Regions from separate parts of the Zea mays genome. Here regions 2 and 3 are each linked to region 1. Evidence: chromatin contacts called from public Hi-C data. All regions are on one chromosome and are shown on one strand. Each heading gives the region's core, a stretch centred on a gene start, on an enhancer-like site or on the middle of the called end of the contact. The rest is flanking DNA. Distances are from core to core; before and after follow the strand shown.

Region 1 (3,407 bases), core at 660-3,159:
CATGTTTAGGTCATGTTTGGTTTCAATTAGTCCTAGAACTAAACTTTAGTCCTAAAACTAAACTTTAGTCCCTACATGTTTGGTTTTAGAGACTAAACATATTCTAAAGTCATTAAATACATTGTCCAAAGACTCAAATACCCTTAGAATATACTCATAATTAGTTATCCATACAAAAAGGTAAGGGCAACATGATAATTATGAGCTTTTAGTCTCTTTTAGCACCTATGTGAAGGACTAAAGACTAAATTATTTTAGTCCACATTTTAGTCCTAGTGTTTGGCAAAAAAGGGACTAAATGAGACTAAAAACTAGAGACTAATCTTTAGTCCCTCTAACAAACACCCCCTTAGTGTAGCCGAGAGCAGTGGCCGTTCCGTGTCACCTTCAGCCTAGCCGAGATCAGTTAAGCGACGGACGCGTTTGATCTGATGCCGAATCGGAGGGGTGGGGGGAAGGCTCGGGACCTGGATCATGAGGGAAGGGGCAGTTGGGCGATCGCACTCACCGAACTGCTTGGGGTTCTTGGCGAAGGACATGGCGGCGCCGTAGTAGTCGGCGTACATGATCCTCGCCTGCGGGTACTTCGCCCGGAGCGCCCGCAGTTTCCGCTGGAGCACAGCGTTGTGGTGCTGCGCGAAGTCGTTGTACGTCCTGAGGCAACCGGCGGCGTCGTAGTCGCTGCCGTTGCGGCCCGGGTGCAGGGTCAGGTACGCCGACGAGCAGCCCATGGGCAGGTTCCCCGGCACCACCAGGTGCGTGGCGCCGGCCTTGATCAGCCTCTGCAGTCGCGATCGCGAGCGAGTAACGTTAACGGGCAGAGAGAAGAGAGATTCCCGAATTGTTTAGTGCGAGAGCGAGGGAGAGATGCAGTAAACAAATGGAGAGGATAGGTTCGGTGGTGACCTCGGTGGCATCGGTGACCGCGGCGGCGACCGTGGGGACGTAGGTCTTGGCGTCGTCCAGGGTCTTGCCCTTGAAGAAGGCGTAGTTGTAGTCGTTCCCCCCGATCTCTCCGACCAGGAAGAGGGACTTGCTGAAGTACTCCTTGCACTCTGTTTGCCTCGTTCACTCAGATTTCAGAGCAGAGGCAAAAAAAATTGCAAAAAGAAAAATGTCGGATTTGAGCGACGGACCTTTCGGTGAGCTGCAGAGCGACGGCTTGAGCTGCTCGAACCAGCCGAGCTGGACGCTGAGGGACAGGTTGGTCCAGAGCTTGTCGGACGCGCCGATCTCCTGGAAGAAGGGCGGATCCATGGCGGTGGCGCCGCCGACGGCGAAGTTGACGCCCCGGCGCAGGTCCTTGCCGCGGGACTGCAGGTACGGCTGCAGCAGCGGCAGGCCGAACGCTTGCGCTGCGGCGAGGTGGCGTTCGCGTCAGAGACGGAAATGCACCGAGAAGAAGAGGAGGAGGAGGAGGAGGAGGAGGAGGACGACGCGCGCACGCACAAACGCACCTAGGAAGTCGACGACGAGGCGGCCGTCGGAGCAGCGGCCGGTGGAGCGGTGGAAGTAGGTGATGCCGTAGGGGTAGCGGCCGACGATGTGGTTGGAGAGCGGGCTGGACACGAGCAGGTTGCCGGTGTCGGTGAGCGAGTCGCCGAAGCTGAACATGGAGGTGTAGTTCTGCTGCCCGCATTGCGCGAGGGGGCAGCAGAGCAGGACGGCGGCGAGCGCCGGCAGCAGCAGGCTGGCGTGGCCCGTCATGGGAATGTGCTGGATGGTCACACTGATTGATGTGGTAGGCAGGCAGCCGGCACAGGAGGTGGACGGAGACGGACAGGGGAGCGGTGGCGCTTCCGCGTCGCGAGCTTGCCACGACCCGATGTGCGATGGGGCTCTCAGTAATGGCGGATTGCCTGAGATTGTAGGTGGGGGATAAATGCCATGCCGGCCGAGTGCAAATCTGAGGGCCTGTTTGGTTGACTGGTTGGCTGAGGCTGTTTCGTATCTAGTGAGCCTGGCTCTGACTGGTCTGACTAGACACATGCAACTTCTTGTGTTTGGTTGTCTGCATGCAATCAGTCTGTTTTATGAGAGATGTTGTTTGGTTGCTGGTATGAATATTTGTTGTATGAGTTAAAAATGTTATTAAATAAATGAAAATTATATTAGTAGACAGTAATTATATGTTAAAATTATTTAATAGACACTAACTACATGTTAATAAACACTAATTATATACTAATCTTAATCACGTAATTTTTTTATTTAAAATATACATAGCATGTGTGGTCTAGTTTCGTTCGTAAAAATATCAGAAACACAGATATGTAATCGGTTCGGTAATTAAATCTTTTAATTACAGGATATAACAAAAAAACCAATAAAACCAACATCTCGATTTACGTGCACGAGTAAACAGCAGACTCGCCCAAGCCTGGCCGCGCGCGTGCGACCGCGCGGAGCGTTCCCGCCGGACCTGGCTCGCGGCGCTTTAAAGTTCGTGCTAGCCTGTCTCTTGCAATACAGCCAACCAAACAAACACTATATTTTGTATATGCAGATACAGTTGCATCTATAGGGAAGACAACCAAACACATGGTGAGTGAATGAGCGAGCAGGAGGAGGTGGTGGGTGGTGGAGGCTGGACTGGACTGGAGGGGGGAAACAGCCAGCCGCACAGCAGCTCGAGCTCGGCTGCTCCAGTACGTCCACAGTAATTGTGCTGGGTCCTCCAGCCCCAAAACCCTTCCTCCTCTTCCCTCCCAAAGGCTCAATTATTCCGGCGGGCCCCGACCACAGCGGTCGACGCGGTGCTCACGCGCGCACCACGTGACAGATCACAGAGTGGTTTCTTCTTCTTCCTATCCTAGTTAGCGAATAAAATCCAGTAGTAAACCTCCCTTGGTCGACAGCCGTCAGCCCGGGCCCTGGGATGTGATGTGTGTGGAGGACGCGACGCACAGCTTTCGAATATCTTATTTCTGGGATGGGCCTTTTCTCCCCCACGCGAGTAGGACCCAGCCACTTCGGGGGATGCGCTGCATGGAGGTGGAGGTCAGTCAGAGCATCTCTGCAGGACGGGGGGCCGAGCCCGATTGCCAGTTGCCATGCAGTCGCAACCGTACCGTCCGTGTACAGCCGCTACGCTACACCGTTAACCTGTCCGCAGCTGTTAGCTTCAAATTTTTTCTCATAAAATAAACGCTACTATGTATCCACGTCAGCAATATTTCCCCTTATATTCATTCTTTCTATAACGGTTTACCTATAAATTATCCTATATATACCTCTACACATAAAATATACATATCAGTCAGAGCATCTCTGCAGAACGGGGCTCGAGCCCGATCGCCATGCAGCAGCAACCGTACCGTCCGTGTACAGCCTAAGATGGCAAAACGGGCTGCCCGGCCCTGGCCCGGTGAAGCCCAGCCCATTTTGGATCCGGTCTGTCAGGCACA
Region 2 (3,407 bases), core at 567-3,066, 490 kb after region 1:
AGCACCTTTACCACGCGACTAAGTGATAGCCGTGTGGCCACTGCGTCTTTACACAGTAGTAAGGGGTACCCTAGTTTCAGGGTACCGACAAAGCTCACCATTGCTGTCTCACACCCCTCACATGAGAAGAACATGTGGTTCAAGAGGAGCCGCCCAGCGAGAAGTTCGACTTAATTTAGGTGGCGTCTCCCAGTCAGCTTTGTGGCGCCAGGGAAATAAGATTTAGTTTATTTTATATTTATCATTTATTTTGTAAGACTTACGCCTATGTAATAAGTACATTTATGATATTTATGACATTTATCTCTATGTGCTTGTAATTGTATGTGTTGTTCTTTTTTGACGCACATATGAGATACATCTATAATTCTTTATAGTTCGATATACAGTTTTGAACCCTGAATCTCCTAGGAGCGGAGTAGGTAGTACGGTTTAGAATGGGCATGGGCCGAGAAGGAAAGTTGAGCCTTTTGGCCTAGTGCGGAGCAGTCGCTTAAATCCAAACTACCCAAGCGACCCCCAGGCCCACTCGGCGGAATCTTCGCCCCAGCCGGCGGAGGCGGAGGCGGAACTTGCAAGTTTGGATTCTGGAACCGCTCCGCTCGCAATTTCAGACGGATTTTCATGCGGATTCCCTGCGGAACACACGCAAAAACCTACGCCATGAAGGCAGCCGTGACCAAAGTCAGTGTGCCGGGCTGCCGGCTGATCTGATCGTCGTAGCTAGCCAGGGCGCTGGCAGCACAAGTCCATGCATTCAATTCAAGAACAAGCTAGTCTGAAAAATCAATCGCAGAAACCCAAAGTAGCACTAGGACGAACGGACCAAGCGACGACGAAACGAAACAACAGTACAGTACAGTACAGCAACCTCTCCGGCTAAAGCAAGATGTATGTATGATCCGCACAGCAGAAAGCAGGGGACAGCTAGCAGGGGATCTTGGAGGTAAACCAGGTCATGACATGGAGCGGCGCCTTGACGAGCTCCACGGCCACCTCCAGCAGCACCGTCACGCAGAGGCAGCAGGGGCATAAACGAGATGGGCAGCCTGGATGCACGGACCAAACGGACTGAAGCTATCAGTTAATCTGCTTACTTTAACGGGAGAAGGGAGAAGAAGAAAATAAAGGGGAGCAAGATCGAACAAGAAGGAAACCACGCACCCGATGATCCAGATGACGGCGCCGACGAAGGAGACGAGGACGGCGAGCAGCGCGAAGGGCAGGCCCAGGAGCCACCCGAGCGGCCGGCACTCCCCGTCGCCGCCGCAGCACATCGTCCGCCCTTGACCAGCCGGCCCGCCTCCCCTTCCCTCTCCGGCTCCGCCGTCGCTTTCTAGGTTGGCCGCGCGCGAGGGAAAAAGGAAGGGAAACCGAGCGCGCGCACCAAGACGACAAGAGGTCCGGCCCGCCGGACACGGTCGATAGGTAGTATATATGGAGAAGATGGAGAGGCAGGAGGCGCGCGGTTTCGTGGTCGCTTTCCTTGCGGTGCCCAGCACGCTTTCTCGTCTGACTTTCCAAGGGATAGACGGGGCCGGGTGGGCAGTCTGGCAGACAGTGAGGCAGCCGCGGCAGGGCAGTTTCCGTCGGGGATGGCGTGGCGGACGGCAGCGATGGAGCGACAACGGAACCGTTGGCCAGCTCCCCCAAGGCCCCAACGCACTCGCCGGCCACGTCACGGGAGTCCGTGGGCGGAGTTTGACTGATGGCGCACGCGTTTGGCCGTGGCGCCCGTGCCCGTGGGCCGCCGCCGCCCGCCGGCTGCCTCCTCCTGTCTTGTCCTCCCACGTTCTCGTTGAGTTCTTCTCGTCCAGGTCCAGGTGTCCAACCAACCTCAATGATTTCGCAATCAACAAGATGCCTGACTGCCTGAGGCCTGACTCAGAATTTTAAGTTCGTTTCGGACCAAGGTTATTACACATGTTTATTTTTTAAAAAAAATACTTGTTGCAATTCGATTTTCGATTGCAAGAATAAAAAAACTAGGCAAAATCAAGAATAAGACAAAACTTGATCTAGGATGGATTTACAAAAACAATCAACAACTAGTTAGTTGCTCGTGCATCACTACTATTTTCATATTTAATATATAGTTTCTCTCTACTATACAAACCAATATGAGTTATATAAAGGAAGGTCTTGCTAGAGACCATGGTTCAAATTATTAATAATATGTTTGGTTTGAGGTCAAAGTAGGATGAATCGGGGGCGACATCGTCTCCTCGATTTTTTGGGATCACGCCGCTCCCAAAAATCACTCCAGTGTTCACCTCGCCCCCGCTTGACTCTCAACCAAACACTATAGAAAATGTGGCGGCCTCATTCCATCCCTCCTTGTACATTGAACCAAACGCACCCTAATATTTTATTTCGCTAGCCGTTGGAAACACTTGCTACATGCGCGTAGAGAGGAAAACACACGACAGGAACTAAGGGTTATTTCTATAACCAAACAACGACAAATATTTAATATATTACAATATAAAATCAAATAACAAATAACCATAGTAGTAATAATAATAATATACTTTATTTTTTTGCATGGTCTTTAAAGCAGAACTTTGACCATTTTTTTTTTTGAAAATATGCCATCATTAAATACACAATGAGCATCATGTTAAAGCATTTTTAATACAAATTCAGGTATATAACATACATACACTAAAAAATATGCATTTTTGGTTGAATTGTTAGTCAAAGTTACGTTGACTTTTTTTAAAAAAACATGCACGTCTTATTTTATGGGATAAGAGTATTATTTAGTTGCACAAAGAGTATTATCTAAAATCATCTTAAATTTTTTTAGGACGTGAAATATAGAAGAAGTGGAACGTAAAACTGAAACATAGGAGAATAGGTGGCACAAATGTATATAAGGATCATCATTCAAACCGTCAGACGCTTCTCCACCATTCAAACTGTCAGATGCTTCTCCTTCACCGTTGCAACTGCAAGGTGTACTGCTGCACTCTCAGCAGCTCAGGGCGATCGCAAAGTAAAGGGATCAGATGGACTAGCAGTTGCAAAGTTAGAACACATGAGCAGCTCAACTAGGAGAGGCGGGGCAACAAGAGAGGACGATCAATGGCAATGCAAACCTTTTACTAAAAATGAAAACTGATTCAACAAAAAAAAATTACACGGCTATAGCAATCGTACCATCTTACAACAGGGCGAGGCTCGCCAGGTTCCTGGTCTTCACCTCGCCACTTGTTTCACTGCCCCAGGTTTCAGGTCTCCTCCTATCCAATTCCAATGTGAGGTAACTTGCAGCTCGACGACTAGGCAAACACGGCACCCTACACAACTGCGGGTAGTTGTACAAATGAAATCGGAGCATGTGCTATATCGGACAACCACTTGTGTGGACAAAACGACAAACAGCATGGCACTGGGTTAGAGTT
Region 3 (3,407 bases), core at 465-2,964, 320 kb before region 1:
ACAGATGGTATATGGGTATTGGTGTTAACTAAATCTAATGCATACGACTAGCCTAAAAGATGTCTGGAATGAGTTACCATCTCAAATAATTTGCCTGGGAAAATAAAAGGCATGGTTGCTATTGTGTGCCTTAAAAGCTAGCTAGTAATACATCAGATCATGTGGTTGTAACATGCGTCTATATCTTCCACAGTTCTGTACAAATATTTGAAATTGCAGAAACTAACATTCTAATCCGTTCTTTTTTATTTGTCCCGTTTTAGTTGAAAAATGAACTAGCCAGCGACAAATATTCGAGAATGGAGGTAATAACTAACTACACATATATAGCGCGAAGAACAAGTCGAATAGATATTTGATATTGTATCTGTGATCAGGGCAGTTAGTAACATCTTTACTCTTAATCGGGATAATGTTTCTACAAATGCGCCCAGGTAGATATCTAATGTCATTCACAACTAAATAGTAGTTTGCTTGCATATATTATTGATCTCTAGAACTGGAAAGGGAGGCTGGTGGACTCTGGATTAGTTTATTTATATCATGCTAGTACACAGTACTACCTACCGTACGAGGTGGAGAATGTAGACAAGATCCTGACAGTACGTGTGTTGTAGCATGCTGAAAGAGACGGGAAGTGGACAGTACGTGTGTTACCATATGCAATGTATATATGTATGTATATATGAAAAATATTTTGCATTTTTAAGAAATAGTTTCTTATATATGTACATTTATGATATATATATATATATATATATATATATATATATATATATATATGTCTCCATGTAGTACATATAAATAAAGTATATGGTCAAACTAAATTATCTACAATAGTATGATCAAATATGCAAGTGCATATAAAGTATATGAGTATGTAATTATGCTTACTTTATATACGATTAAGAATATAGGTTCATTTCAAAAAAATATGTAGTAAGATTTAAAATAGCTTAGACTGATAAATAGATAATTATATATGTACCGAGATCGTTTATTCTAAGGTCATGCTTGCTGCAGAGAAGCAAAGCAGCGAAGCATGCAGTTTGTTTTGTAGACTAGTACGTGGATGGAAACGGATATGCGGCTAGCTAGCTACTAGTAGTAGTAGATTACCAGTGCAGGTACTCCCTGAGGTTGGGATCGCTGGGGCTCGGCGCATCAGGATCTACCATCACCTGCAGATCAGAATTAGTCAGATTCAGGCATGCGGTTTAAGCTGGCTGATGGCTTGGAATCGTGTACAACACGCACGCATGTACTGTCTGTCTATAGTAGGGATGCAGTGGATGAATATAATGAGAAGATCGAGTGAACGGACTGTTACGTACGAGGGTGTAGAAGGTGCGCATGTCGGGTCCGCCGACCTCGACGCGCGGCTGGTCGGCGATGGCGGAGGGCCTGAGCTCGCAGCCGTTGGAGACCTCGCGCGCGGCGTAGGCGACGCGGAGCGGCACCCGGCGCACGAAGGGGTCCACCACGTCGCCGATGATGCGGCCCACCACCAGCGGATCCCCACGCTGCATGGCCGGGCAGAGCTCCTCCTCGATCCTAGCTAGCTAGCTTGCCCAGGGAAGAAGGCAGGCGAGCGAGCGAACGAGCGAGCTCAGCAGGTTGCTATTTCCTCACGCGACTGGTGGGCGAGGTTTAGCAGTAGTAGCAGCAGCTGGCAGAGCGGGCGCGCGTGCGGCAGACGGGGGGCCGTGGTCGTCCCTCGTCCGCTGCTGATTGGACGGGGGGTGGGGGTGATTGTGTCGTCGTCCGTCGTCGATGCGCAGCGCAGCCCAGCCGCGGGCGGCGAGTGGAGTGGGGGAATCGACCGGCCGGCCGGCGCGCGGGGCGTCCGTCCATCCGGTGGGCTCTGCTTGCTGGGTGGGTGCAAGGAAAGGCGGGGTGGGGGAACGGCCGCGGGCGGGTCAGACGGAAATGGACTGTCCCTGCTGCTGACCGCTGTTTGCTAGCTCGTCTAGGAAAGGGAGGGGGCCCCCGGCCCCTCCTCCTGCCCTGCCCAGGATTAGTAAGGAGTAGCTAGTATCTGTTAGTTTTTAGCCAGCTAATTTTTTTTAATACATAACCCATCAGTCAAAACAAATTCTCTTCTCCACCCCCGCTTATAGATGGTCCAATGAGTCGTGCTAAATAAGTCGACACTAAATACAACACGATTCATACTGTTGTAGCATGATACTACACGATTCACATAGTACATATGTGTCAATACAGTAAAAGATCCAATGTCGTATCGAGGTTGTCACCCCATCACAATGGCCTAGCCGCCTAGCACGAACACAACACGACAACATGCTTAGACTAACCGATGGTATGTAAAGGTGATTTATGTTGTGTACATGTGATTATGAATTATGATTTCTTATAATTTTAAATATGATAGATCCGGTCTATATTGGTATAAATATTTATATTTTTACATTATATTTGTAATCTTTACACTATTTCATATTTTTTTGACTGTATAGATAGGCACCGACAATACTAGGTGTTAGAGCAAGTATAATAAATTGATATAAACGAAGTATAAGAGATATCACGTCAGATTTATGGTGACATAAAAACAAGAGGAGTGGAGAGAGAGAGAAAATAGGTAGCTTCTATGTTCGGTTGCGGCTTGCTGCAGCTTTAATTCGACTACGGTTTCTACAATAGTTTGTCTCTATGGAGAGTTATTATATGAGTAGGTATTTAGTTAACTATATACGACATATTAATATCATAAAACCTGTCATTAGCTATATTATTAAACTTGCTCTTTGGTGTCATATACTGCTAAAACTTTTGGCCATGTATGGCACCACTGCCCACTGTAGGGATAGATAGATACTGTTCCATTGAGAAGCTTGACTGCTTGAGGAGCGAGCAGCTAGAGAGGTAGCTGACGGCTGACGAGACAGCGGAGCGGATGGGTGGCCGGGTGCATGGGATTGGAGGACGTACAGCTATCAGCCCCGTCATGTCTCCCCCGCTCTGTCGAGTTCCCATTGGCCGCCCGCCAGACTTTGCTGGCCCACCACGACCACGGCGCGGTAACAGTAACCGCAACACGACGTACGCGCCCGGGACGTCGACACCCGTTTACCAATTACCCCGCACCGCACAGTAAGTACTAAGTAAGCAAGTGGTAAATAATAATAGCGGTCGTAGAAAAAACAAGATGGGTTGACGTGTCGATCTCCTGCGGTGCCTGTCCTGTCCTGGCTTCGATTCCGGTGGAGGGCGAACGATCGAGGTTATTATTGGGTGACATGCGCTAATCATGTGTTCAGTGTGCACTTTTATCCTAATTAGACTAGGTTGTAGACGTGACCCGTTACAACATCTCTAATTACGCCGATCGAGCCGTGGACGAGCAGTCCACTGGTTCGTTCAGAAAAGCTCAAGAATGAGCC

The links. A called contact is a pair of places that touch in the nucleus more often than the background predicts.
Region 2: a Hi-C map of leaf shows a contact between it and region 1, with 2.6 times the contacts expected there. The contact joins the promoter of LOC100277379 here to the promoter of LOC100282778 in region 1. A contact is called at or near these places in 4 of 25 Hi-C or Micro-C datasets (bundle sheath, ear, endosperm and 1 more).
Region 3: a contact with region 1 is called in a Hi-C map of leaf, with 2.7 times the contacts expected there. The contact joins the promoter of ZCN14 here to the promoter of LOC100282778 in region 1. A contact is called at or near these places in 6 of 25 Hi-C or Micro-C datasets (ear, leaf, tassel and 1 more).

The regions. Positions count from the first base shown.
Region 1 is chr8:25,665,841-25,669,247 of Zm-B73-REFERENCE-NAM-5.0, reverse strand. It overlaps LOC100282778, which reads right to left and starts at 1,909. Exons shown (of 5, transcript NM_001155684.2): 1 at 1,458-1,909; 2 at 1,137-1,355; 3 at 907-1,055; 4 at 509-782. The coding sequence starts at 1,707.
Region 2 is chr8:25,173,078-25,176,484 of Zm-B73-REFERENCE-NAM-5.0, reverse strand. LOC100277379 reads right to left here and starts at 1,816. Exons shown (of 2, transcript XM_008657550.4): 1 at 1,165-1,816; 2 at 737-1,049. The coding sequence starts at 1,277. The coding sequence ends at 812. LOC100274451 reads right to left here. Exons shown (of 5, transcript NM_001148810.1): 5 at 3,087-3,407.
Region 3 is chr8:25,985,850-25,989,256 of Zm-B73-REFERENCE-NAM-5.0, reverse strand. It overlaps ZCN14 (ZCN14 protein), which reads right to left and starts at 1,714. Exons shown (of 4, transcript NM_001112780.2): 1 at 1,335-1,714; 2 at 1,120-1,181. The coding sequence starts at 1,529.